4 separate regions of the Mus musculus genome follow, and all the other regions are linked to region 3. A link is a contact called in public Hi-C and promoter capture Hi-C data. All regions are on one chromosome and are shown on one strand. The core of a region is the stretch at or near the end of the contact, and the rest is flanking DNA. Distances in the headings are between cores, read along the strand shown.

What was found. Promoter capture Hi-C pulls out the DNA fragments that hold promoters and counts their contacts. A called contact is a pair of places that touch in the nucleus more often than the background predicts.
Region 1: a promoter capture Hi-C map of pre-B cells shows a contact between it and region 3. The contact joins the promoter of Cep295 here to the promoter of Zfp317 in region 3. A contact is called at or near these places in 1 of 39 promoter capture datasets (pre-B cells) and 2 of 484 Hi-C or Micro-C datasets (CD4 T cells and pre-B cells).
Region 2: a contact with region 3 is called in a Hi-C map of pre-B cells, with 14 times the contacts expected there. The contact joins the promoter of Med17 here to the promoter of Zfp317 in region 3. A contact is called at or near these places in 1 of 39 promoter capture datasets (pre-B cells) and 1 of 484 Hi-C or Micro-C datasets (pre-B cells).
Region 4: a contact with region 3 is called in a promoter capture Hi-C map of pre-B cells. The contact joins the promoter of Dpy19l1 here to the promoter of Zfp317 in region 3. A contact is called at or near these places in 1 of 39 promoter capture datasets (pre-B cells) and 1 of 484 Hi-C or Micro-C datasets (muscle stem cells).

The regions. Positions count from the first base shown.
Region 1 is chr9:15,355,351-15,361,165 of GRCm38.p6, reverse strand. It overlaps Cep295 (centrosomal protein 295), which reads left to right and starts at 3,378. Exons shown (of 27, transcript NM_176976.4): 1 at 3,378-3,540. The coding sequence starts at 3,423.
Region 2 is chr9:15,274,867-15,281,183 of GRCm38.p6, reverse strand. It overlaps Med17 (mediator complex subunit 17), which reads left to right and starts at 1,278. Exons shown (of 12, transcript NM_144933.2): 1 at 1,278-1,634; 2 at 3,461-3,627; 3 at 5,119-5,338. The coding sequence starts at 1,391.
Region 3 is chr9:19,618,654-19,625,079 of GRCm38.p6, reverse strand. It overlaps Zfp317 (zinc finger protein 317), which reads right to left and starts at 2,989. Exons shown (of 9, transcript NM_172918.4): 1 at 2,795-2,989.
Region 4 is chr9:24,500,503-24,506,985 of GRCm38.p6, reverse strand. It overlaps Dpy19l1 (dpy-19-like 1 (C. elegans)), which reads left to right and starts at 3,846. Exons shown (of 23, transcript NM_001359948.1): 1 at 3,846-4,147. The coding sequence starts at 3,856. LOC115487153 (a long non-coding RNA gene) reads left to right here and starts at 4,453. Exons shown (of 2, transcript XR_003948106.1): 1 at 4,453-6,483.

The DNA of each region.
Region 1 (5,815 bases), core at 2,129-4,628, 4.3 Mb after region 3:
CTGCTGGGATGGACTGAAGACCTCTAAAACTGTAAGGTAGAATAAATCTTTCTTCCCTCCATTAAGTTGTGCCTTCCAGGTTCTGTGGCCACATGATGCTAAAGTAACCAATGCTCCAAGCTGACTTGACTTCAGCTATATTCTTAAGAGAAGCAACAAACACAAAAACTAGCCACACTAATGTCACAATGCTTCCTCTGACCAGCAGTGATTGTTTACTCCAAGGCCAGGTAAATGGTCCAATGAATAAAGTATCTCTGAGTAACTATGTTCATATCCACAGCACACATGTAAAAACAAGGCATGGTGGTGTTGTGGGTACAGGGAGTGGATGTTTGGAGACAGGTATATCCCTTAAGATCTGTTAGTCTTACTACCACTCAATCTAGCTCTGGGATCAGTGAAAGACTTTGTTACAAAAGACAAGATGAAGAGTCATAGAAAAAAACATCTGGCACTAACCTCTGACTTCCAAACATGTGCACACACATATGCATGTGCACACTTGTGTTCAAAGACACACACACACACACTCATTCCCAATGGGTGGACAACATTAGAATCTAAGCATATCTACCTTCTCTACATCTCTAAAGTTCAAAGACATAATTAAAATCAAAACCAGAGTCTTAAAACACATATTTAAAAGTCCATTTTCAGTTTTCTTCAGTCAAAAACAAAGTATTATGGGATGTGGTGGCCATGCCTTTAATCCCAGCACTCAGATGGCAGAGGGAGGCAGATCTCTGTGAGTTCAAGGCCAGCTTTGTCTACACAGCAAGTTTCAAGACAGCCAGGACCACATAGAGAGACCCTGTCTCCAAAACAAGATTTATGAAAGAATGTATTAAAAATCAAAATGTAGAAAGTAGCACATGTCATGTACTTTGTGCCAGGCATTGTCCTAACAGCTTTAAATCTCACAGCCACCTTTGGAACAGTTTTACTACATCTGAGTTGATAAAACTGACTTCTAGGGGAAGTTCAGGAATTAGCACAGAGTCAGAGTTGGTAAACTAGAAATTTACAACCAAAAAGTTGGACTCTAGAGCCAACGTATTAAACATTACTTTGTTTTATCCCCCATGATACCAGATATCATGTCTACAGAGATAAATCTATAGCCTCACAAGTCAGGATGGCACATGCCTTTAATCACAGCATTAGGAACATAGAGGCAGAGGATCTCTGTGAGTTCAAGGTCAGCCTATCTTTATGTCAAGTTCCAGAGCATTCAGTGAGATCAAGTCTCACAAACAAAACTTCAGCCTCTTTTAATTTAGAAAACACAGAACTCCATATTGAAAGCATCTTAAATTCAGAGTTCCTGTCAGAAAATACAAGTGAACAGGTGTACACAGAGTTACCTCTTTGTGCTCTCTGGTGTATGTCACACTTGTGCTTTCAGATCAGCTTGTGTTGTCACCTGATTCTCAGATTCATATTCTAGTTTGAACTAAAAAAAGAACGTGTTCATTTTTATTGATTCCAAGAACAATTACTGCAAAATACTGTGGTTTACCCACTTTAGGTCATATGCCCATCACAATAGCAAGCGAGCTAGAGGGTTGCAATGGCCTGGTCTTGGCCATACCTCTGTGACCTGGGGTGCTGGGTCTGTATCAAACGGCAAAGTTCTTAAGAAAGAAGCCTAAGCAGATAATCTTATACTTTTAAAAAATATGCAAACTGCCTTCACATGCCTTAATCGTTGGGTCTCCATGGACCATGGGAAGAGGGCAGGCCAAGTATAACTAAGGACACCACAGTGGATTAAGCTGCCCACAGCATCTCTCATAGAGATAACTTCCTCCTAACTTGAATTGGGCTGGCCCTCGTATATAACCAATAAAATGCGGCAATTTTTTAAAAATTTTATTTTTATTGAATATTTTCTTTAAATTTCCAATGTTATCTCCTTTCCCAGTCCTCCCACCCCCGAAAACCCCTATCTCATCCTCCATCCCCCTGCTTCTATGAGAGTGTTCCCCCACAATGTATAGGCTGACACTCTCTCACCCTACTGAGCTTGCTCTGATCCCTCCTGGTTTCCTATTCAAAACAGAACATGTCTCAAGCTCAGATTTCCACTTGAGTACTTTCTGCCCAAGACGCCAGCTGGGTAGAGCTGTCCAGTCATCAGGTCAGCAAATGACAGAGGGGTGTCAGGCAACTGAACCAAAAGTGCTTGCTACACCTCTTCTTCCAGACTTGCGACCAAGTGAACATGCCTCTGCTGGGAATGGTGCATGAGTTTAATGCAGATGGATCTCCTTATGGCAAGGCCTGAGGAGTTGGGTCCCCACATGGCAAAGACCTATGGGATATTGGAACAGAATCTCCTGGCCTTTCCCCAAGGAATGCTTGGTTCGCTTTTGCCTTGCATTTGTGTGTTTGACTTTGTTATTGGAAGTATTTGCTTTTACTTTGTTTGTGACAGATGTTTCTCTAGAATCAGAAAGTTTGGACTGTGATTCATTCCTATTTGTCTCTGAGGCCATGAAAGTGGAATAGACCACTACTCCTGTGTTTGTTAATAATGATGCGGTTGGTCAACAAGAGGGCCTAGTCTGTGTACACCAGCTAACATCCAGATGTTCTCTCCTTATGGTTACTTAGTTCCAACAATTTGCCCTACAGTGCTGTTCCAAACAATAGTTACATGGGTATTAAAAGCTTAAGAAGGTCTTTCTGGATTGTTGGTTCCAAGACTTAACAGGAATATTCAGAGGTTACACCAAGCAAGGATGAGCAACTGACTCGGTTTACTAATTTGCCCTGGGCACTAGAGGAATGAGATTTCCTAAGGGGACAGGCTAGGTGTCAATAATTAAATCAGAATTTCTCGGGTATGTAGTTTATCGCCTCTCTGTACTGTATCCTCAATTGGTTATGTATCAATGTGCTGGGTTAGATATTAGCCACGTGCTCAATCTATATTTCATCTTTCTTGATACTGTTCATGGGTTAGCAGGAAACCGTGGCGACTGAGAAGGAAGTACAGTGTGCACTTGGTTGAACATAGGAAGTTCTTAAAAGAGACGTGGAAAACTAGATGTATAAATAAAGGTAGTCTGAGTTGTCTCGGTGTCAGAGTATAGTATGTGAACTGCACTTCCTGGTCCAAGTCTTCCGCCGATTCCACACATCCTCCTTCATGTTCTGAACCCGACCCAGGATTGACTGCCGGCGACAAAACACCACAGAGCAAGTGGGACAAGACCCTGACAGTTGAGAGGGATAATGGCCCGTTGCGCAAGCTGCGCGTGCGTGCGTGCGTGCGTGCACGTGGGCGGGGCTGCGCGTGCGCCGAGCTGGAGGTGGGCGGGGGCTTGGCACGGCGCGGCCTTCCGGGCGGCCCCTGCGGAGGCGGTCCTAAGCTGGTTCCCGCCGTCCGATCCCGCCATTGGCGGGCCGTTTGAATGACGGAAGTGACGAGAGCCGGGTCATGGCTGTCCCGCAGGTACCCAAACGGCTGCTGGGTAGCCGGCCGGGTGCGGGTGCCTGTGTGTCGTGAGGCCAGACCACACACGCTGTCAGGTGAGTGACGGAGGCCCGCCAGGGTTCTTCTGGCTGGCCGCGAGCAGGCTGGCGAACCTTCCGGCCCTTTAAACCGCCCCGAGGCCGGCCCTACAGAGAGCTCGGCCTTTCTGAGGCATCCGCCACCCGTAGCTCTTCTGGTACTCTTCCTACACTCAAGCTATGAAAAAAATGGCAGTCTCATTCGAGAGTGTTAGTTCACCCTGTAATCCCAGCACATGCAAGGCAGTGCTGAGGCAGGAGAAATGCCTCGTGTTCAAGACCAGCCTAGGCAATAAACCCTACAGCAGCGAATGGTTGTCGTCAGTCTTACATTAGAATGTGTTCGGCGGTTGGGTAGTAATTAAGCCACACGTACATATAGTACAGCCACGTGTGGTGGCTATTACCCCCTTACACGGAATAAAGTTAACAAGGCCCAAGGGATTTGAAACTTGGCTTCTGCCTTTTGCTAATGAATGGCTCTTGCATCCACATCTATTAATTTTTTGGTTACTGTGTGTCAGATACTGCCTAATCCTTAGAAGGAAATCTATCAAGATAAGCCCTACTGTGTCCATCATTATTGGACACTTAAAACACAGAACTTGAAGAGTCCACATGGGTAGAAATGACTAGTGAACAAGCCAGGTAACAGGATTCTACTTAATAGATGCAGGAGGAATACTTGTCTCCTATGGAGGACAACTTAAAATGTTCCTCTCTTGGAGCCTCAACCATCCTCAGGAGTATTTTCTTAAGAATTCAGTGGAGTGTATTGGAAAAGGCTTTTTTTGTTTTGTTTTGTTTTCCGAGACAGGGTTTCTCTGTGTAGCCCTGGCTGTCCTGGAACTCACTCTGTAGACCAGGCTGGCCTCAAACTCAGAAATCCACCTGCCTCTGCCTCCCGAGTGCGGAAAAGGTTTTCAATTCAAGCAATTACTACTGTTTGACATTTGTTCTTCGATGAAGTCATGACTGGGTCTGCCATGTAGTACTGTATATGGATTAGTCACTTTCTCGTTCAGTCCACGCTGAATTATTTATAAGATGCAAGACAGTTTTTTAGACAAAAGAGATGAGGTGATGAATAAGATCATACTTGTCCTGACCACAATTGTGATAAAGAATTCTCTGTGAAAAGGAATGGTTTCAAGCTGGGCATGGTGGCGCACGCCTTTAATCCCAGCACTCGGGAGGCAGAGGCAGGCGGATTTCTGAGTTTGAGGCCAGCCTAGTCTACAGAGTGAGTTCCAGGACAGCCAGGGCTATACAGAGAAACCCTGTCTCAAAAAAAGAAAAAAAAAGGGGGTGGGGGTGTAGTTTCTACCAGGTGACCCAAGCAGCTCATTGAAACAGTATTTTTAAGTTGTTATATTTGAGCATTAAGAGTTTTTAAAACTATAGCTACTATCACTCAGTTATTAAGACCCTGTCTACAAAAGACGAGTAATAATGAAAAGCTAAAGGAAAAGCTATCCCTATATGAATATAAATAGTCTCTAGTCTAGGTGAGATGCATATGTGAAGGTCATTCATAGAGGACAGCTCCTTAGCAGCATCTGAGCTCAAGCTAGCAGTAAATATCCAGTAATACATTTGCCTGCCTCATCACTGTAAAGAGACCAGGGAGATGTGCACTCATCTCAGTTAAGATCGTGGCATGCTGTGCTAGGAACAGGTTGATAGCAGAATTACTTGGAAAGAGTTTCAAATGACACCAGTTTTCACAGAGCACATTCCTCTAGATAGGAGCATGTTAAAGAAAACTCTTAAGTTCTAGAGAAGAGGAGTGGGATTGTAGTGCAGTGGAAACATGAGCATGTATGTGCAAAGCCTGGAGTTCCATCCCAGCACTGCAGAGACAGGAGGAAGGTCTAAGGGGGATATCAGCAGCACCCAGCCTTAGCAATAGAAGAGGAGACCCAGGAATCTAAGTACTTAAGCCATTATAATTATCCCATAGGGATTTTTAAAAATGGTCATCCAAAAAAAAGTATCCTGTTAACTTTTATATCTCCTTGACACAGGTTAGAGTCACTGAGAGAACATTCAATTAAAACATGCTTACATAACATCTGCCTATAGTCATATCTGTAATACAATTTCTTGATAAATTATTAATGTGGAAGGGCCAGACCTATTGTATGCGGTGCCGTCCTTGGGCAGGTCATGCTGGATGGGATAAGAAAGTAGTTGGAGTGAGCCAATGACCAGCACATTACCATGCAGACAGATCCTCTGTATCAGCTCCTTGCTTCCATGTTTCTGCCATTTGAGTTCCTGCCCTGACTTC
Region 2 (6,317 bases), core at 29-2,528, 4.3 Mb after region 3:
AGACAAGGCAAGGTTGTTCAGGAGCCCAAGATTAGACTCAAAGTGGTATCAAAGGCCAGCCTAGTCTACAGAGTGAGTTCCAAGACAGCCAGGGCTACACAGAGAAACTCTTAAAACAAACAAACAGAAAACGAAATGGCTGGACAGAAGTATAGGGGTTAGTACCTATCAAGCTGTGGGGCACTGTTGCCAACCAGCTAATGTTCCTTGCTTTTTCTGGTGCAGCCTGCAGGCTGAAAGTAAGAAAGGCCACTCAGTGAAAGACATTGCTGGACATGACATCCTAACACCATGAGGAAAGGAGAGTGCCTCTTGGTGGACCACCTGAGGAGTAGCCTGCTCATACAACCCAAGACGGGGTATTTGGGCCAATCACAGCCATTTGTTTGGCTAAACACCGGTGTCTTTTGTTTATATGTGTACATGTCTGTGAATGTGTGAGTGTATGCGTGTAAGGGTGGCTGCATGTCTGGAGAGATAGCATAGTCCTCCATTTATCATTAAGCCACCAGTCACAGGTCTGCACAAAGCCCTGGCCCAAGCTGTGCTTACTGGGCCAGGACAATCAGTTGCAATCTTTCGTGTAGGCATATCTGAGTGTTCTTGGAGTGTTTAAGACAGCTGGTGCAGTTTGGATGGTAGTCCTGCTAGCTGTTTGACTCGGTCTTCTTTGCTGGAGGCAGCTCCATCAACAGAGAGACTCAAACAGCTGCGAATTATAGTTAACTACCGTCGACAGTCTTTGTGAGTGCTTACATAAATGTAAAGCCCTTACGTACGTCTTCATCGTTAACTTCACGAATGTAAAGTCACCTAGGGGAAACACCTCTGGGAGTATGTTCCCAGAGAGGTTTAACTAGGAAGTGAAAACCTACCCGGAAAGTGAGTGGACTCATCCCACGGACGGGCTCCCAGACCGAATCAGCGGGAGTGCTGGTGTGTGTGCTGCGTGTCTCAAAAATCAAATAACTAACCAACTAACAAAAAAGCTGCGTGTCTCAATAACTAATCAACAAATTAATCAGGCCAGCAAGAAAGCTATTTCAAAAACCAAGCAACCAATTAAACAAACAAACAAACAAACAAACAAACTACAACGCCCAGCGTATCTACATAAACCCAGCCCACTCCACTTGCACTGCAGCGGCTGAGCCCGGTCAGCCGGAAGTTCCTGGCTCTCACGTGCAACCTACAGGAAATGTCCGGGCAGCTGGCCCTTCGCGCATGCTCATAGTGTTCCGCGAGACGCTGCGCGGAGGATTGTGGGGCAGCAGTGGGTAGTTTGCTTCCTCCCGGCCGCCGCGTCGGGCTTGCGGGAAGCTTGTTCCAGCCTTCCGTGTCGGTGCTGTACTCTGAGTCTCCGGCGAGTCGCCCTCAGGCCGCCGCCAGCATGTCGGGCGTGCGAGCCGTGCGCATCAGCATCGAGTCGGCCTGCGAGAAGCAGGTGCAGGAGGTGGGCCTTGATGGCACCGAGACGTACCTGCAGCCGCTGTCCATGTCGCAGAACCTGGCGCGCCTGGCACAGCGCATCGACTTCAGCCAGGGCTCTGGCTCTGAGGAGGAGGAGGCGGCAGGGCCTGACGGCGATGCGCCGGACTGGGGGGGCGCGGGAGCCGACCAGGACGACGAGGAGGGTGAGGCTTCGCCCTCGTTGCTGGTTCTATCCCAGGGTCTCCCCTAGGGTAAACTGTGTTTTGTGGTGGGTGGCCTTGAGAAGTATTGACAGCAGTGGGAAGGCCGACCCGGTCGGGACTCGGGGTCCTGTTCAGGCCAGGAGAAGAGGCATTCGCTTTTTTTTTTTTTTTTTTTTTTTTTTTTAATAAAGAACAGCTGAAAGCTTTTGGGGGTGATTTTAGGTGGAAACAGGTGATACTTAAAATGACCACTGAAACTTTGAGGTGAATGAATTACAAGAAAACAAAACTGAAGAGGGGGAGTTTGGAGAAGCAACCAGACTAGACTTTGGATTCTCCTTATTATCAAAAAAAACCAAAATTTGAAACCACAGTTTTCGATTTAGTGATGTGACAGAATCGGTTTAAGTGAGGATGTTCGTGTTTAGTGTGGTAATTCGCCAGGCAGAGGCAGTCAGATTAATGAAAAACATGAGCAAATAGACACCATCTCAATAAATAAAGAAAAATTTAAATGTAGTTTTCATAAATTTGACAGAAAGTTAAAACACCTGGGACTGAAGAGATGGCCCAGCAGTTAAGAGTACTGATTGCTCTTCCAGAGGTCCTGAGTTGAATTTCCAGCAACCACATGGTGGTTCACAACCATCTGTAATGGAATCCGATGCCCCCTTCTTTCTGGTGTGTCTGAAGACAGCGTCATTGTACTTACATCCATTAAATAAATAAATAAATCTTTTTTTTTTTTTTTTTTTTTAAATCTTAAACAAGCCCAACATTGTCATTATCCAGTGTTGGAAAGGCATGCCAGCTCAGTAGTTTTAAATGCAAAATTCTAAATGTGTATCACATTTGATCCATGAAATCCCCCACCCACAGAAAGAACTATAGAGCACAGGTATGTATTAAGATCCAGTACTGATGTCATTAGGAACATTTGACCTGTCTATTAAGGGACAGGCTTAAATGGCATGCCTCCTGGCTTCCAAATATCTTGTGGTGTGTGAAAGAGTGACTAGTTCCTGTATGCTGGGTTGAGATATGTCTCAGGAGGGAGGAGAGTTAGGCCTAAGATTAAAAGAAAACTTTTGACTTTCACTCCCTGATCCTTTATCATGAACTCCTTAGAGTGAGCATTTATTAAAAATTGATTAAAAGAAGCCGGGCACTCGGGAGGCAGAGAGACAGGCCGATTTCTGAGGTCAAGGCCAGCCTGGTCTACAAAGTGAGTTCCGGGACAGCCAGGGCTACACAGAGAAACAAAAACAAAAACGAAACAAAAAAATTGGTTAAAAGAAAGGTATAGCTGAGCAGTGTTGGCTCATGCCTTTAATCCCAAAACCCTGTCTCAGGGGTGGGGGGGTGGGGTGGGGGGAAGGTCTATTCGTGCAGCCAATGGTAATGCTGGTGTTGTAGGCCATTTGGGGCTTTGCCTGTTGTTTTATAGTTCAGGAATGTTGGAAGTTCAAGTTCTAAATGTTGGAAGGAAACAGGTTATTTTAAAGGCTTTTGTGGGGATGGGGGATATAGTTTAGTGCTTATCTGGGATGAATGAAGCCCTAGGTTTAGAAAGATTCGAGTGCCTACTTGAGATATGATGACAGCTTTGGCCTGTGGAAATTAGACTGGCATTTGTTTTGCCATAAGAGGAGTCTTAAGTGTTAACAGTTGAAGAAAGCGTATGAGAAGGAAGTAAAGGAGAGGTGGTTTGGAGGAGAGCTCATTTCTCCTTTTCACGCTTTTAAACCTCTAAAAGAGCCACCTTCTGTTCTGTAGTCAGTGTAACCAGTACACATGTGTTTCTGCTTTTCTTTTCTGTTTTTCAGGGTTGGTAAAATTCCAACCTTCTTTGTGGCCTTGGGACTCTGTGAGGAACAATTTGCGAAGTGCCCTTACAGAGATGTGTGTTCTCTATGATGTCCTCAGTATTGTCAGGGACAAAAAGTTCATGACTCTGGACCCCGTCTCTCAGGATGCTCTTCCTCCCAAACAGGTACATGTGCCTTTTAACTGAACATCTTTTCTTTAAGTCCCAGGACCAGTATTTGGTTGTATGCATCTTGTTCCCTTTTACTTTGTTGAAAAATTAAATCCACAAGCTAGAGCAATGGCCCAGTGATTAAGAACACATTGTTGTTGCAGATGACGATTCGTAGTACCCACATCAGGCATCTTAAACATGCCTGTAAGTCCAGCTCTAGGAGATCTGACACCCCTCTGACCCCTTCATATGCTCATACACACATGTACACATAATAAAGTATCATTAGTGTTAGGAAAGAGCACTTCACAGATGAGGATTATCTTTGAATCAGGCTCCTTATGTAGATACAGAATGAGTGTGGCTTCTCTGCATCCAGGTACTACCCAGGCCTGACCAGTTCATACCTCAGCTAGTCGGTGAGGTCAGGCGAGGTGGTGCCAATTCAGAGTAATGTGGTTGGGGCCTTTTGTGAGACTTAACTTGTGCAAAACCTTTTGCTTTGTTTTTGAAAACACTCTACTGTTAGAAAATTTGCACTTGTTAAGACGTGTCATTTGGGAGTATAGCTACTCAATAAAACACAAAACTGGTGGCTGTACACACAGTCTGCATCACTTCTCAGCAGTTTCCCTCAGTGAGTGTAGTTAATGCAGTGCTGCGCTGACACCAGTCACAGTGAGGTACCTACTTGGTCTTAGGTCAGTGCTAAGCTTAGTGTGGAGTGGTGCCCTGTACATGCTAGTTTCTGTGCATAGGCTGCATCCAAGCAGGGCTTTGGAATTTAACGTGAAGTATGGGTGTCACAGGAAGGCATGCACAGGGTGGTCGCTGGGATGATAAGGACAGGGCCCCGGCCTAGTTTGCCCCACGTGGTAGATTGCTGAGTTCTAGTTTCTGGGCCACTATGGTGATTTGGCTTAAGGTGATTTTGTAAACTCGCCAAGAAACAGGTTACTTTGTTGTTTAAAAAAAGTTTTGCAAGGGAAATTTTTTTCAAAGTCTGGTATTTTACTTCACCACCTGCTCATTTTTCTTCTACATTTATTCACCATGTTTTTGTGTATATATTTGTGTGTGTTTGCGTGTGCGCATGGAAGGATGTAGAAGTCAGAGGTTACCTTAGGTAGCTTTCTTAGTTCTCTCTGAATTTTTATAGTTTTGAGTCAGTTTCTCTTTCTGAAGGTAAAGCTCACTAGTTGACCAGATTGACTGGCAAGCAAGCCTCCTGAGCTGTCCTTCCCTGGGGCTGGGATGCCAGGCAACAGGATTCTGTACTGGGTTTTCCATGTGGGTGCTGGGGATGGAACTCAGCAGGCCTCATGCTTGCATGGTACACCCCTTGCCAGCTGTCATCCCTCTTCCTTCGTGTGTGTGTGTTCAATCACAACTTTTTTTCTAAATAAAACATTACCTGCTTGAAAAAAATATGTAGTTTTAGATGTATCTAAAATACTTTGGAACTCGTTTTTATGGAAAACATTGCTACATTATTTTTGGTAGAGTCCACAAACGCTGCAGCTGATCTCCAAGAAGAAGTCCCTCGCTGGAGCAGCTCAGATCCTACTGAAGGGGGCAGAAAGACTGACCAAGTCAGTGGCTGAGAACCAGGAAAACAAGCTCCAGCGAGACTTCAATTCTGAGCTCCTGAGACTCCGGCAGCACTGGAAGCTGAGGAAGGTGGGCGACAAGATCCTGGGTGACCTGAGCTACAGAAGTGCAGGTACAGATCGATCGATGTCTGCCCAGTCTCCTAGCCTCCGCCAGGATCACTTCTCATCTCCCTGTTGGACAATGATATTTAATGTCTTTACCTGTAAGCCCAAACCATTCTTGGCAGAACTTGGTAGAACTTGGTATTACATGCCTGGTGTCCTAACACTTGGAGGCTGAGGCAGGAGGGTCAAGAGTTCAAGGCCAACTTTGCCTACATGAGACCCTATCTTGAAAATCCCGTGACAGACCAGTCTTACTGTAGTGTGGTAGCTACATTGAAGAGAAAGTTGAAAGGCAGCTTGTTTAAGGTTTGGAGTACAGTGGGAGATGGCCGAGCTGTCCTGCTGGGATGCTTAAGAACAGTAATAGATATGTTGAAGATTCCTTGTCAGGCTGTTACTAAAACACAATCTGGGGTCAGTGTCCCAGCACTGATATGAGTCCCACTACAAGATAAATTGGTGCTTTCTGGTTTTAGACATTGTAACTTCTTTCCCCCAGATAATTAAGGGCAAGTGCTTAATTGTTCTTTGGGTTGATCCTTTGAGATTATGGAAGAGTTTAGTTGCACTCTTTAATTGCAAGAAGATCCTGAATGTGTTTTGTTAGATAGGCATTACACTTAACCATCCACTAATGTAACCGTTCCTTAGATTTCTGACCTGCATAGAGGTGCTGCACATCAAACCAGAGGAGCTGGCTGAAAAAATAGTACTGTGAGCACTGTTGGTTTGTCTTTCTGATGCCGAATTCATTTTATCAAAACTCGGAGAGAATAGTATGTGGTCTGTAGAGGACAGGTCAGAGGGATGTCTTTAGGACAGGTGCAGGTGTCTGTCACCATGCTCACAAAATGTTACGTTGTTTGGTTTTATTTCTATTTCTCCTTGACCTGGAATTCCCTGACCAGGCTGGTCTCAAACTGTAGACTCACCTGTCTCTACCTCTCTTCTCCTTCCTTTTCTGGTTTGGCCATCTCCCACTGG
Region 3 (6,426 bases), core at 1,740-4,239:
AACATATACAAAGCAATATATATTACTGCTTCTGCAATTCCACTACTATTTAGATCCATTTCTCTCTTCATTATTAGCTATAAACAACATGAGTTGCATTCTCAGTAAATCAATATAAATATTTCAATACACCTCTGCTACCTAGGCCATGACTCAGGGGCTAGTAGGTGAAATTAACTTCCAACAAGATGTTGAGGAATGATAGTCAAAAGAAACCTCTATATTAATACACATATCAAAGGAGCCATAATATATGATAATCATATGGCAAACTATACTTTACTGAGCATGGTGAGGCAGTGGGGAGGGACAGACAGGGATATCTTTAAGTTTGAGGCCAGCCAGGTCTATACAGTAAGTTCTAGGGCCGTCCAAAGTTGCAATCACTGAGAACGAGGTCTGTATATCCACCATGTTGGTTTAGGGTCATTGTTATTTCTGCCATGTTGTGCTTTCTAGAACAGTTGCACGCCCCCATATACACTTGCTTCTCGTCCATATTCTACTGTGTGAGCCTTCCATTTTCCTTAAAGGAGTGATGGGATTTGACGTGTGTACTCAAGTGGTAAGTCACACCTGCTCTGTAAATGATTTCATCCACTGAGCCATCTTAATGGACCCCTTTTTAGTTCTTATCAGATAGGGTCTTATGCATCCCAAGTTGGCCTATAACTAGACATGCATACAGTACACACTGTCCTTGAACTTCTGATTCTCCTACATCTACTTCCTAAGTGCTGAAATTGTAGGCGTCTACCAACATGTCCAGTGATATCCTTACCCAAAATATTCCAGAATTTAGAGGGAAAAAGCCTCTGACATGTTTTGGGAAGATGGCTGGCATGAGCCTGAAATAGAAAAGGAAAACTTAACAGTAAAACACACACACACATACACACACACACACACACACACACACACACACAAACAAGCAAACGCAGCAAGAAGTTCCTAATGTCAGGAAAATGTGTCCTTTCTAAACTTAGTTACTACTGAAAAGTCAATTGTCCTAATTCCATTATGCTTGAAAAAAAACAAAAACAAAAACTCCATTATTTGCTTATTCACTCGATATACCAGCATTATATTGGTCAAGCACAAGATATTTCAATTCACCTGAAATACAGCAGGGGAAAAAAGAGCAGAAAAAAAGAAAACACAATAGAAGAGTACAGCAATACAGAAGGAAAAGAAAAGGACGATAAAAACAAACAGATGAACAAAATTAAAAACAACAAACAAAAAACAAAACACCTCCAGAAAAAGACAAGTTCCTTGACATAAAAATAGAAAAAATTCCAGCATATGGGAAGCCAATTTTACTTAAGAGTCAGAAGGAAAGCAGGGTCATCTATGATTGTGCTAGATAAACTCACTACCAATATTTCAAATCTCCATCCAAACCAGGATATAACAAATGTGTATAATTAAAAGGAAGCATATTTACTTATTTTAGTCAGGTGACAGAACTGCCTATGAACAACATCCAAATACTGTACTAAATTAGTAGAAATATATATTTTAGAAATAATCTTGATCTCAAATTCATAAAGTATAACAGCTTGAAGAAAATGTTATTGAAAACACAGGTAAGGAACAACAATATGAACCACAGAATTCTAAGGTGGGGGATAGGGGACTTTTGGGACAGCATTTGAAATGTAATGAAGAAAATACCTAATAAAAAATTAAAAAAAAAAAAAAAACAAGTAGAAAAAAGGTTGAGAGGAAAAAAAAAGAAAATACACTTAAAATCAAATTGCTCAGCTATATAAACAGATTAACTATAAAATTTAATGGCATAAAAATGTCAATATTCTAAAGACTAAAATACAGACCCAACACACCTTGGAGAGAGAAATGCAGCATCTGGGTTTTACATCTCATTTTAAAATATAAGGTGTGACACTATTGAAAAGTGACTACCTTTTGAGTTTAAGATACTTGGTGCAATGGGATACTTGGATCAGTAGAAAAATGATTTCATTAAAATACATAATAGTATTGGGGGAACAGCAAAATCCACATATTTCACTATAGGGGAGAGAAAATATGTACTATAACAAGAGCACACGAGTCTTTAATGATCTCCATCATAATCTAGCTTATAAATTCACTAAATGGTCATCGTTTTAATATTTTTTCATAATATAAAAATTGCCATTTTATTTAAAATTTAAGTGTTCAATTTCCCTGGCACCTATCATGTTCATTATTGTGTAACCATCATCACTAACTTCTAAAGTCATGTTTATTACTTACGGATACCATTGTCACCTTGTAGACTACAAACAAAAATTTGGCCTCTGCAAAAAACATAGCTATTGCTATCTTTAATTATCTTTAATTATATGTTTATTGAAGTTGTGGCTTTTATATAAAAGCTTGGAAAAATATTATGGAAAAAGTTCAAAGTATTTAATTAGATTAACTTTCAAATTAAATTACAACTATGTTTACAAGTAATTTATTCACATGAGGATTGTCAGCCAACAAACGCATAAAGCAACTGATGATTTAACATAATAGAAAAGGTATTAGGCAAGTTTCACAATAACAAAAAGAAAAAGGTGTGCACATATCAATGATAGTTTTAGGAAGGAAACCCATGCTAAGAGCAATCACTGTCATTCCGACACCCCTGAACATCCTGGTCTACATATTTTAAAACCTCTCCTGGGTCGCCAGGATGGGGACCTCAAGGCACGCCTCCTAAGGTTTCTGCTGTCCTCATCCCGGCCACAGCCCTCCGCTTCCTGGAGCTAACGGGTTAAGTGACGAACCACGGGCTTACCAGACTGAGGGTGGAATCCAGGAAGCGGAAGTCTCCGCGGCTAAGGCGGAAGAACTAGAAGTTCACGCAAGGCCCCGGAATGCTTCAGAACGCTTCGGGGAACAGGAGGGTCCAAACACAGGGGAAACCCCAACTATCCTTTCGCACATGTGACTTCCACTAGCTCCCCGAAGCAATGGCTTCTACTTCACGTCCGTCTTCGAAATCTCGCGAAACTTCATAAGCCTTTTATAACGTGAAACCTTCACGGCGTGCATCTTGGGAAATGGAGTTTGATAACCTTAATGAGCCGTGCATTCTTGGTGAACTAGGAACTCTCGCGAAACCGATTAATTGCTTCTAAATGAGATTGAAATGGTTTATGGGAAATGTAGTTTCTACGTTGGACGGCCCTGACAAGGGTTTATGGGAAATGTAGTTTCTAGTTGGACGGCCCTGACAAGGATGCTCAAGTAGAATATATATATGTGTGTATGTGTGTATGTGTGTATGTGTGTATGTGTGTATGTGTGTATGTGTGTATGTGTGTATGTGTGTATGTGTGTATGTGTGTATGTGTGTATGTGTGTATGTGTGTATGTGTGTATGTGTGTATGTGTGTATGTGTGTATGTGTATATGTGTATATGTGTATATATGTATATATGTATATATGTATATATGTATATATATGCTTTTTCCAAGTTCTAATTGCACCACATCATCTTATGGGCCTGCCTTCAGCTTGTTCTTCTTTCTAAGATCATCAACCTGAACCTGTTAGCAGTCACTCTTCCTACTTTAAATATTGTATGCAATCACTATAACCCATAACCCATACCTATACCCCCAAAACTACACTGCCTTACTTAAGATATTTAGACACATATTTAAATACTGAAAACACACCCAACCTAACCTCAAATATAGCAGCTTTATCAACTTGTTCGTTTCAAAATCGGTGTCAACACAAAACTACTCTTGCCGCAGATAAATTTGTTCACAAACAAATACCAAAGACCATGACCCAGAAACACCAACTGAGGGTGTGACAAAAGACAAATTTTTGCCAAGGAACTGCACACATGGGATTTTATTAGTCATAGAATGAAAAGAGTGAAAGATCAAGGCATTTAATAAATATGATGGGTGATAGATTAATATCTTGCAGAAAAGTAGGACAAAAAACTCTGCTGTGTATCTGTGTTGCTATCTATAGCATTGTAAGTTTTTAGGATTGATTAAGATTATTCATGTCTTAATAATATATGTTAAAGAATTTCATAAAGGTTGTTCAGCCAGATATAGGGATGGGCAATGAAATGAACTGAGGATACTGGAAATTGCCTAAGTTAATTTGATTTATGATAGTATTTGAACTTCACATGAAGTTATAAAGTTCTCATAACCATAGTATTTCTGCATTATCAACCTATCCTCTCAGCATGGACCATGAAAATCATGATACTATTAAAGATTAAAGAATCTTCAAAGTTAGTATACATTTGTATTCTCTTTTTCCTTTCTTTTCTTTTCTTTTCCTTTTTTTCTTTTCCTTTCTTTTCTTTCTTTCTTTCTTTCTTTCTTTCTTTCTTTCTTTCTTTCTTTCTTTCTTTTTTTTTGGCAGTAGGGAAATTTCAGATAGTAGCAGTCAACATTTTTATACTTCTATTTGTCAACCTGCATTCACTAATTCACAAAATATTACTCATTTTACCTTGAATGGGTCAATTTAACACTAGCATCTACCACACTGAGAGTCAAAAATGTTACCAGGTAGCATCTGAGACATACAGCAATGATTTCCAGGCTCTTGCTGTAACTCTGTTGCTGTTTGAAGGTAAAATTGTAGCCACAAGCTTATGTAGCTGACCAATACAGGGACATCTGTTTATGCAATCTGTGTAACCTTTAGGAACTGGAACTTTGATAGAGTCACTAGAGTGGGTAGGTCTTGAGGTTTGAGAGTCTGATTCCGGTTCCATTTGCTCAGTGCTTCTTAACAGCAGATGCAATATGACAAGCTGCTTTATCCCCTACTGCCAGGATTTCCCAACCAGAATGGACTGAATCCTCTCAAACTATAAGCCCAAATAACTCTTTAATTTTAAGTTACTTCTTGTTATTTATGTTGTCACAACAATAAGGTAAGTAACAAATAGAACTGTGTAAAAATAATGGTCCTACCAAAAGCAAACTTTAGATTCAATGTAAAATTCACATCAAATTTTAAACAAATTCTTCACAAAATTTGAAAGGACAATTTTCAGCTTCATTTAAACACACACACACACACACACACACACACACACACACACACACACACACACAATTTGTTACAGCTAAAACAACCCTGAATGGTAAAAGAACTGCTGGTATCATGACAACTAAACTCCAATTATACTACAGAGCTCTCGTAATAAACAGCATGAAATTGGCACAAAACCAGCCACATTGATGGATGTAACTCAAGACTCAGACATAAGTCCACACTACTATGGAAAACTGACTTTTTATAAGGAAAAAAGAAATACACATTGGATAAAAGACACATCAAAGGTGCTAGTCAAACTTGATGACTGTATGTAGAACAAGCCAAATAGATCCATACATATAACCACGTGTAAAACTTGACTTCAAATAGACTAAAGATCTGCATATAAGTCCATATGCACTGACTCTGACAGAAGAGAAAGTGGAGGGTATTCTTGAATTCATTGATATGGGAGAAGACTTCTGAACAGAACAACCATAGCACAAGCAATAAGAACAACTAATAAATGAACCTCATGAAACTGAAAAGCCTCTGTATTGCAAAGGAACATAATTTGGAGAAAGTTGAAGATTATAGAATGGGAAATCATTTAGCTATTTAAACATCCAATGGTGGGCTCATCTATGAACTATATAAGTAAATAAAACTAGAAATGAGAAAACTCTGAACATCAAGAACTTATATACCCAATTAAAGTGTGGGCAAAGTAATTCTAAACAGAGAATTTAAAAAACAAGGAAGAATGAATGGCTGAAAAAATTAAAAAGCAATGTTTAACATCCTTAGTAATCTGAGAAATGCAAATCAAAACTATTTTGAAATTTCATCTTACACCTGTCTGAATAGCTAAGGTCAACGAAACAAATCAAAGTTTATAATATAAAAACTGTGGAGTATGGTGATCACTCCTGCACTTCTGGTCCCAATGCTAACTTGTACAGCCATTGTGGAAATTCAATGTACCATTTCCTCAGAAAGATGAGAATTGAGCTAGCTCAAGACCTAGCTATAACACACTTGCACATATACCCAAAAGATTCTTTATCCTACTATATTCATATTTATTGATGCTCTATTCATAATATCCAGAAGTTGAAAAATAGCATAAATGTCCCTTGATAGAAGAATGGATAAAGAAAATGTGGTACATTTACACTATGGGATACTACTCCACTGTTTAATAATATGCATTCATTATTTTACAGGCAAATGAATGAGCTAGAGCAAATCATCCTACGTGAGGCAACCCAAACCCCAAAACCAAATGTATTACTTATTCCCTTATATATGGATGCCAGCAGACTACAATTCATATGATCACAGGGAATAGGTATACAGTAAGGGTCAAGCAAGGAGAGATGGATCTCCCTAGGAGATAG
Region 4 (6,483 bases), core at 2,597-5,096, 4.9 Mb before region 3:
TAAACTCTCTGGGGAACACTCATGGGGGCAGGAATATTTTAAGTTACAAGGTCAGAATCAAGAAAGGCACAAGATAAAAAAAATATAAAAAGCAATAAAGTAGCAATTTATATATTTTCTCCCCACTTTAGAGATACATTAAAGCAAATACAATGACAGGCTAATGTTGGAGCTTTGCCTGAAGCCAGTTGCTACACAGATAGATCTTTTGTACCAATTTAAGTTTCAGTGAAGTGACAGGATTATTCTGGTTCCTGTCTTGGTAGAAGCAGCTGTTGAGCCAGGAAACCAGAATCTGGAACTAACTTTAGGGCACTTCTTTAAAATAGAGCTCAAATGATCTTGCTGAAGAGAATAAAAATTAGCACCAGAGACTCCACATTTGTCTGTTACCTATGAATAGGAAAACAGTGGGGTGGAGGGAGGAAAAGGCATTTGAAAGATCCAAAATAGAGCCTTAAATGATAACACAGAGGAGGCCAATTCCTAGCACGCCCCCCGCCCCCTCCCGCTTACTTTCTTCATTACTCATTACTAAGTTTTACCTTTCTGGATTACTTGTCTTGCTTTACGATTTAATACTTTTAATCTTCATTCTATGTCTACTTCATCTTTATATCATCTACCACTTATTCTTATAGGTGCACACAAAGTGTCTTCAACACATCCATGGGCAAAGTATAGTTTTATAGTGAGAATTGGATTGGTGTTTTGTTCAGGAATCAGCCTTGGAACATTTCTTGAGTAGTAGTAGTTCTTTTTGATTCCTGGCTTAGATTCTTTGTCTCAGGCTAGTATTCTATAGCATCGCAGTAGGAATTATCTTTCTGGTATACCATTAAAGCATAGAAAGCATACTAAATTTAAAGTCATATATGCCAATACTTAATTTAAAGTCATTGTAGCCTTGTCTTAATTCATGTGAGTGTGCACATATAACTTTTTAAAGATTTATTTCATTTGTATGAGTACATGGTCACTGTCTTTGGACACACCAGAAGAGGGCATCAGATTCCATTACAAAAGGATGTGAGCCACCATATCGTTGCTGGGAATTGAACTAAGGATCTGTGGAGGGGCAGTCAGTGCTCTTAACCTCTGAGCCATCTCTTTAGCCCAACATAATTTTTTATTAATTAAGAAGTAGCTTTTAGTTTGTCAGTTTTTAAAAAAATATCAATCACTATGTGGTAGGCACTGGTCTAATAATACAGAGACAAATAAACTGTATTCCAGATCTTCTAGAGTTTTAAAGGTTAAATCAAGTCTGGCATATTCTCTAAAGACTCCATTTTCAGTTCTACCACTTCCCAGAGCAAAACATCCTCCCTCTGAGGAGCAGGGCACCAGGAGTGGCCTGCTATTGTATCTAGGCTTAGTGATTCATGAAATGGATATTACTTTGTAAAGCACCTGTTGGAAGCAGGGTCAGTGAGTGATTCAGGTCAGATCTGAGAAACCTGACACCCAAGGAGTCGAGGACCATTAAAGTCTAGGGTGGCTCTTGATTTCCTGCCTCCGCTTGTGAGCCATCTCTTGGCTCAATTCTAAATAAAAATTCTTCTTATCCCAGAGAGGGGGAAACGGAGATTCAAAAGGTGAAGGGTGTGAAGAGGAGAGTCGTGCCAGGCATCAGAGCAGGGATTCCAACCTGGGTCTAGAAGAAACAAAAAATGAAACCAAAAAACAAAACCCAAAACTCAAACCAAGCACCATCCCCCTACCCCCACAGTTCACACTTCCCTTACTTGAGGTTTCCTGAGGGTGCATCACAGGAGAGGAATTAAGATCTACCGGGTCTGCCCCACCCATAAGTAGTCCTTTTCTAAGTCAACTGAGCAAATTTTCAGCCATGTTCTGAGCTTGGGTCAAAGCTGCAGCTAAAGATGACTACTAGAGAGATTTGGTTTCTTCCAGAAACTCAGGTCATGTGGAGAATGTTCAAGAGCTAGGAACATCATGTTTGATTATGCTGTTTCCTGTACTCATCCATTCATTTACTGAACAAGAAAATCATCTAACAGAATTGTACCAATTAATCAGTCGCCCCTCCCCCACCACAAGTTTTCCCCCACAGAGCCCAGAAAGCACTAGGAAACTTTTTTCTTTTTGTACACACTTTTAATTTTTCTCATACAGTATATTTTGATCATTTTTCCTCTCCCTAATTTTTCCCAGAACCTCCCTATCATTCAACTTCTTACCTCCCAAATCTTTTTAAAATACCACTCAAAAGCACAAAAATGAAACCTGGAACAAGCAAAAGATCAGTACAACAACAACAAAAATGTCAAAGTAAAACAAAAACTCCACAAACAACATAACCACAGAGTTCGTTTTTTTGTGTGTTAGCCAACTACTGGTGGGCCCAAGGACTGCCCTGGATTGTGGGTGATATAACCAGTGACACTCCATGGAAAAACTGATTGGGAAGCATGCCCCACATCTCAGGGACAAGCAATCCAATACTGTAGCTCCGTGTGTCTTCTAATTAATAAGTATGCTAGTGATGAAATTACTGTTATTGTCTTTGGCAGACACTGAAGTAAATTTCTTTTAATCTGGTAGGTTATAAATTTAGTATCAACCCTAGAAATAACACTCTATCAACCTGATACCTTATTTCACAATATAAGCCCCTGTATGACACTGTCAATCATTTTTTTAAATAGAGGTGTCTTAAACAGTTGTTCCTTGTTTTCAATACATAACTTAATAATCAAACTCAGGAAACTTACAAAGTGTAATATAGCGGTGAGTCCTTTAACAAAATCCATTCTTTGTGCCTGAGTTAATGAATGCTCATATTAATAAAGTCGTGAGCAATAGAAGCCAGAGCCTCCTGAAACCCCTGTAATTACTGTGGAGAAAAGTGAAACGATGTGCCTTGATTTCCAGCATCCAGACTTTTTGGAACAAGCTCATTTGGACAGGAGCCAAGAAATAAGTCTCGCTGCTGCAATTCTCCAAGGCTTTGTGCAAATAGCAATGGGCTGGAGGCAAGGAAGGTTAACTTGGAACATATTCTTTTTTTTTTTTTTTCTTTTTTCTTTCCCTGGGCTTCTTCATTAACTCCTACATCCTGCTATGAGAAAATTCGTTTTCAAGTGTCACATCTTTTAGCCGGTTTCCATACTTTCAGTATACATGAGGTAAAAGTAACACGTGGATAACCTTCCCTGACAGGCCCTTTTCATTTATGACTTGAGTTTGGGTTCCTACCCAGGCCTTCAGATTACATCCTCGCTCCGACCTACCGGACACTTATTTGAATACTCGGTCCACTCCCTGCTTCTCATCCTTGAACCAGAAACCTGGCTGTTCTGAGTGGCGAGGTCACACTTTTACCCCGTTAGTTTCTTGCACAAGCCTAATGCACAGAAACCCCGGAGTGTACCCACGGCGCCGTTCCGTGGCCACTAGGTTCCCGCCCCGCGCCACGCCGCCTCACAGCCAGATCCCCGGTTCCCGAGGGCGCACTGCCGCTTCCGGGAGGTCGTCCACGCTACTCCCCTGGCCGCCGGTCCCGCCCCGCTGGTAGCCCGCGCGTGCGCGCTTGGCCGCTGGAGCGCGCCCGGGCGCGCGCGCCGGAGGGGCGGGGCCGCGCCGCTCGCAGTTTGTCCCCGCCTCCGCCCCGCGGCGTTCCGTTGTCGCCCTGGCAACCCGAGAGCGGCAACGGCGGAGGCGCGGGAGTCCGGCGCCGCCTCTCGGCCGCCACGCGGTAGGCAGCGGCCACACGGCCCGCGCTGTCCCCGCCTCCCGGCCCGCCCTCGCCGGCCAGAGTGAGCGACCGCCAGTCCGCGGATCCCGGCCGCCGTCCGGGCGCGCGCAGCTAGCGGGCGCGACTATGCCAAGATGGTCCTGCAGGCGCGGAGCAAGCACCGGGACGCGGCTCCCAGGCCGCCCCGGTCGGCCCGCTCGTCGCCGCCGCCACTGAGCGGGGCATCCGAGGTGGACGCCGGGGAGCTGGGGTCGGAGCGCACGCCGCCGTCGCCGGGGCGCAGGGGCGCGGCGGGCAGGAAGGGACCCCGCGCAGGGACCGCCGCGCCCGCCCCGGACGGCCTCGCGGGCCGCCTGGCGGCCGGGCTGCACTGGGCGCTGGGCCTGCGGCGCGGGCGCGGCCGGACCTGGAGCACGCTGCTGCTAGGTGAGCCAGTTAGCAGCCCTCTCTGACTTTTCCCGGGACGCTCCTGCCTCCTCCCTACTCCTCCCCGCTCCTTCCGGGGCTCAGCTCCACACATCCTCTGCCCCGCGGTCCGCCCGGGCTTTTAAAAACATGGCCCCGAGATCAACAGCTGCTCGGCTGGCCGCGGGCGGGCTGGTCCGCGCCGAGGAGACTGGATTCTGCCTGCATCCACAGTCCACTCTTTACCCCTGGCCCAGCCGCTACTTCGGAGGATGGTTTGCTTGGTGATGCGAGCGATTCCTGGAGCTCGAAATACCCAGGTTTCCTGACTTAGAAAGTTGCCAAACTTATAATTAAATTTTAGCGTGCTTTTTCCCTTCTTGGCCGCAAACACTGAGGGTGGCACTTCGTGGTTCTGTCACTTTTCAGGCTGCGTCGTGTTTTGGATGCCCAAGCTTTAACCTTGCCTGCTGGCATCTCTTTACCTTCTTCCATGCACCAAATGGATGGGATGTAACTTGTGCCTAGAAGAAATAAAGTTGAGGCATTTACGTGTGGACTATCTTCTGGGTTCGTTTTCTGTGACTTTGTCGGATAAGGCAAGTTTATAGAAGTTGGATTAATAGGCCTAATTTTAACAAGCCCTTCATAAGGATTCTGTGATATTTTTGCCACGATGGGATTTAGTTGTTGAATTATGTAGTGATATTTTCTTACTATCTTTTCCCTGTTGCTTAATGACCTCTAAGAGTTTGGGGTGCTTGAAGTTTGGGGTTTAGACAGACAATACAGCAAAATCAGCCTTCCTGTGGGGCCAGCCTCTTCTGCAGCTGTATAGTTATTGAAAGCCAGTCATGGCTGTGTGTTTGTGGGTTCAAGAAGGCTGGCATCGTTACTAGGATTTTTTTTTTTTAAATACTTGGGTCAAGATTTGGCAAATTCATTATTTTCATCATTCCCTCCTTCAGCAGCTAGCTTGAGAACATGGCAAGTGTACAGGTTAAATCCACCTTGGGGAGGCAGCGTGGTACAGTGGCTGAGGTTGAAGGCACTCAGCACTGGTGCAGAGTGCTTGATTTTGGTTTAAGTCTCACTTTGAGGGCCTTCCTTCTGTGTTATATGGAGTTATCCCATGCCCTGCTTACCCAGGGATGTCCTGAAGAGCAATACCAACTCCTTGGGTGATGCATGTTTGTACCCAAAGCATTTTACAGCATCAGTTCCTATGTAAAAGCAAATGCATAATCCTGATTTCTGATCCCACGGCAGAAGAAAGCTCCAGCGTTTGTGAACGGCTAGTACAAACAGCAACTGTAGTAGAGTAAGGGATGACACTGTTTATTTTAGGGAGAGACAATAATAGATTTTAAAGGGTCCTGTTCTTTTCATGTTTTGTGGTACAGTTCCTTTGGGTTTGCTTATACTGGATGGCTTATATTTGGGTTTACTAATGCCCTTGCAGAAATACTGTTTTGTTCAATGCAGGTGGGCAGCATTTCTCTTGACTTGCTCTTTTTGACTTTGTGAGTGGAAGTACAGTGAATGTGGCAGGCCGTAGTCTTAGGTGTACCCTGGATAGAGGTCACCAAGGGTGGGAGTTAGGAGGAACACCACAGTCTCTGTCTTCTCGCTTGGCCATCTGCTGTGAGACCACACAGCACCTGGAGAGAATGAAGGCTCTGCTGAAGGATCAGGATCTGGTGTCCTTGGGTCAGTTCTGGCCCTGTACTCTCAAGGCCGGTATCCATAGTGATTTCTTTTGTACCACCATGTTGTGGAAGCTCAGAAAGCCACTGACCCTGCAGAGGGTCAGCAATTTCCATGTTTTTGTAGGCTGTGTAACTAACTACATTTCCTCCGATTGATTTCATCCCCCGGTGTGTGTGAGAGTTGCATCTCAGGGTGGAACTTTTAAAATAACTCCTTGGTCTTAACATGGTGAGAGGTTTTGCTAGTCACTTGTTGCTTGAATTACTTATAGCTGCTCAACTCTAAAAACTACATATTAAGCTGTGATAAAATGGCTTTATTCGTATTTTATAATAAATTTCCTAACTTGGAGTGCCATTACAGCAGCACATGTTAGAACTGGTTAGAGCTTTTCTTCATGTGTGCTGGGCACTGATAAGTCACTTGCCAATGTAGCTCTTCCATTGTTGGGCAGTGATGAGCATTACCTGTTTTAATAAGTACGTTTGATTTTCTTATATGTGAACATTGCTACTTACTTAATGGTGATGATTAAAGAGGCTCAAATTGTTTATTTTTAGTAGTTTCAGTTCACTTGCTCCCAGCTACAGGAGACAGTGGCGGAAGAAGAACCTTGAAAATGTTTTTCAAACTTTCCTGACCACAGA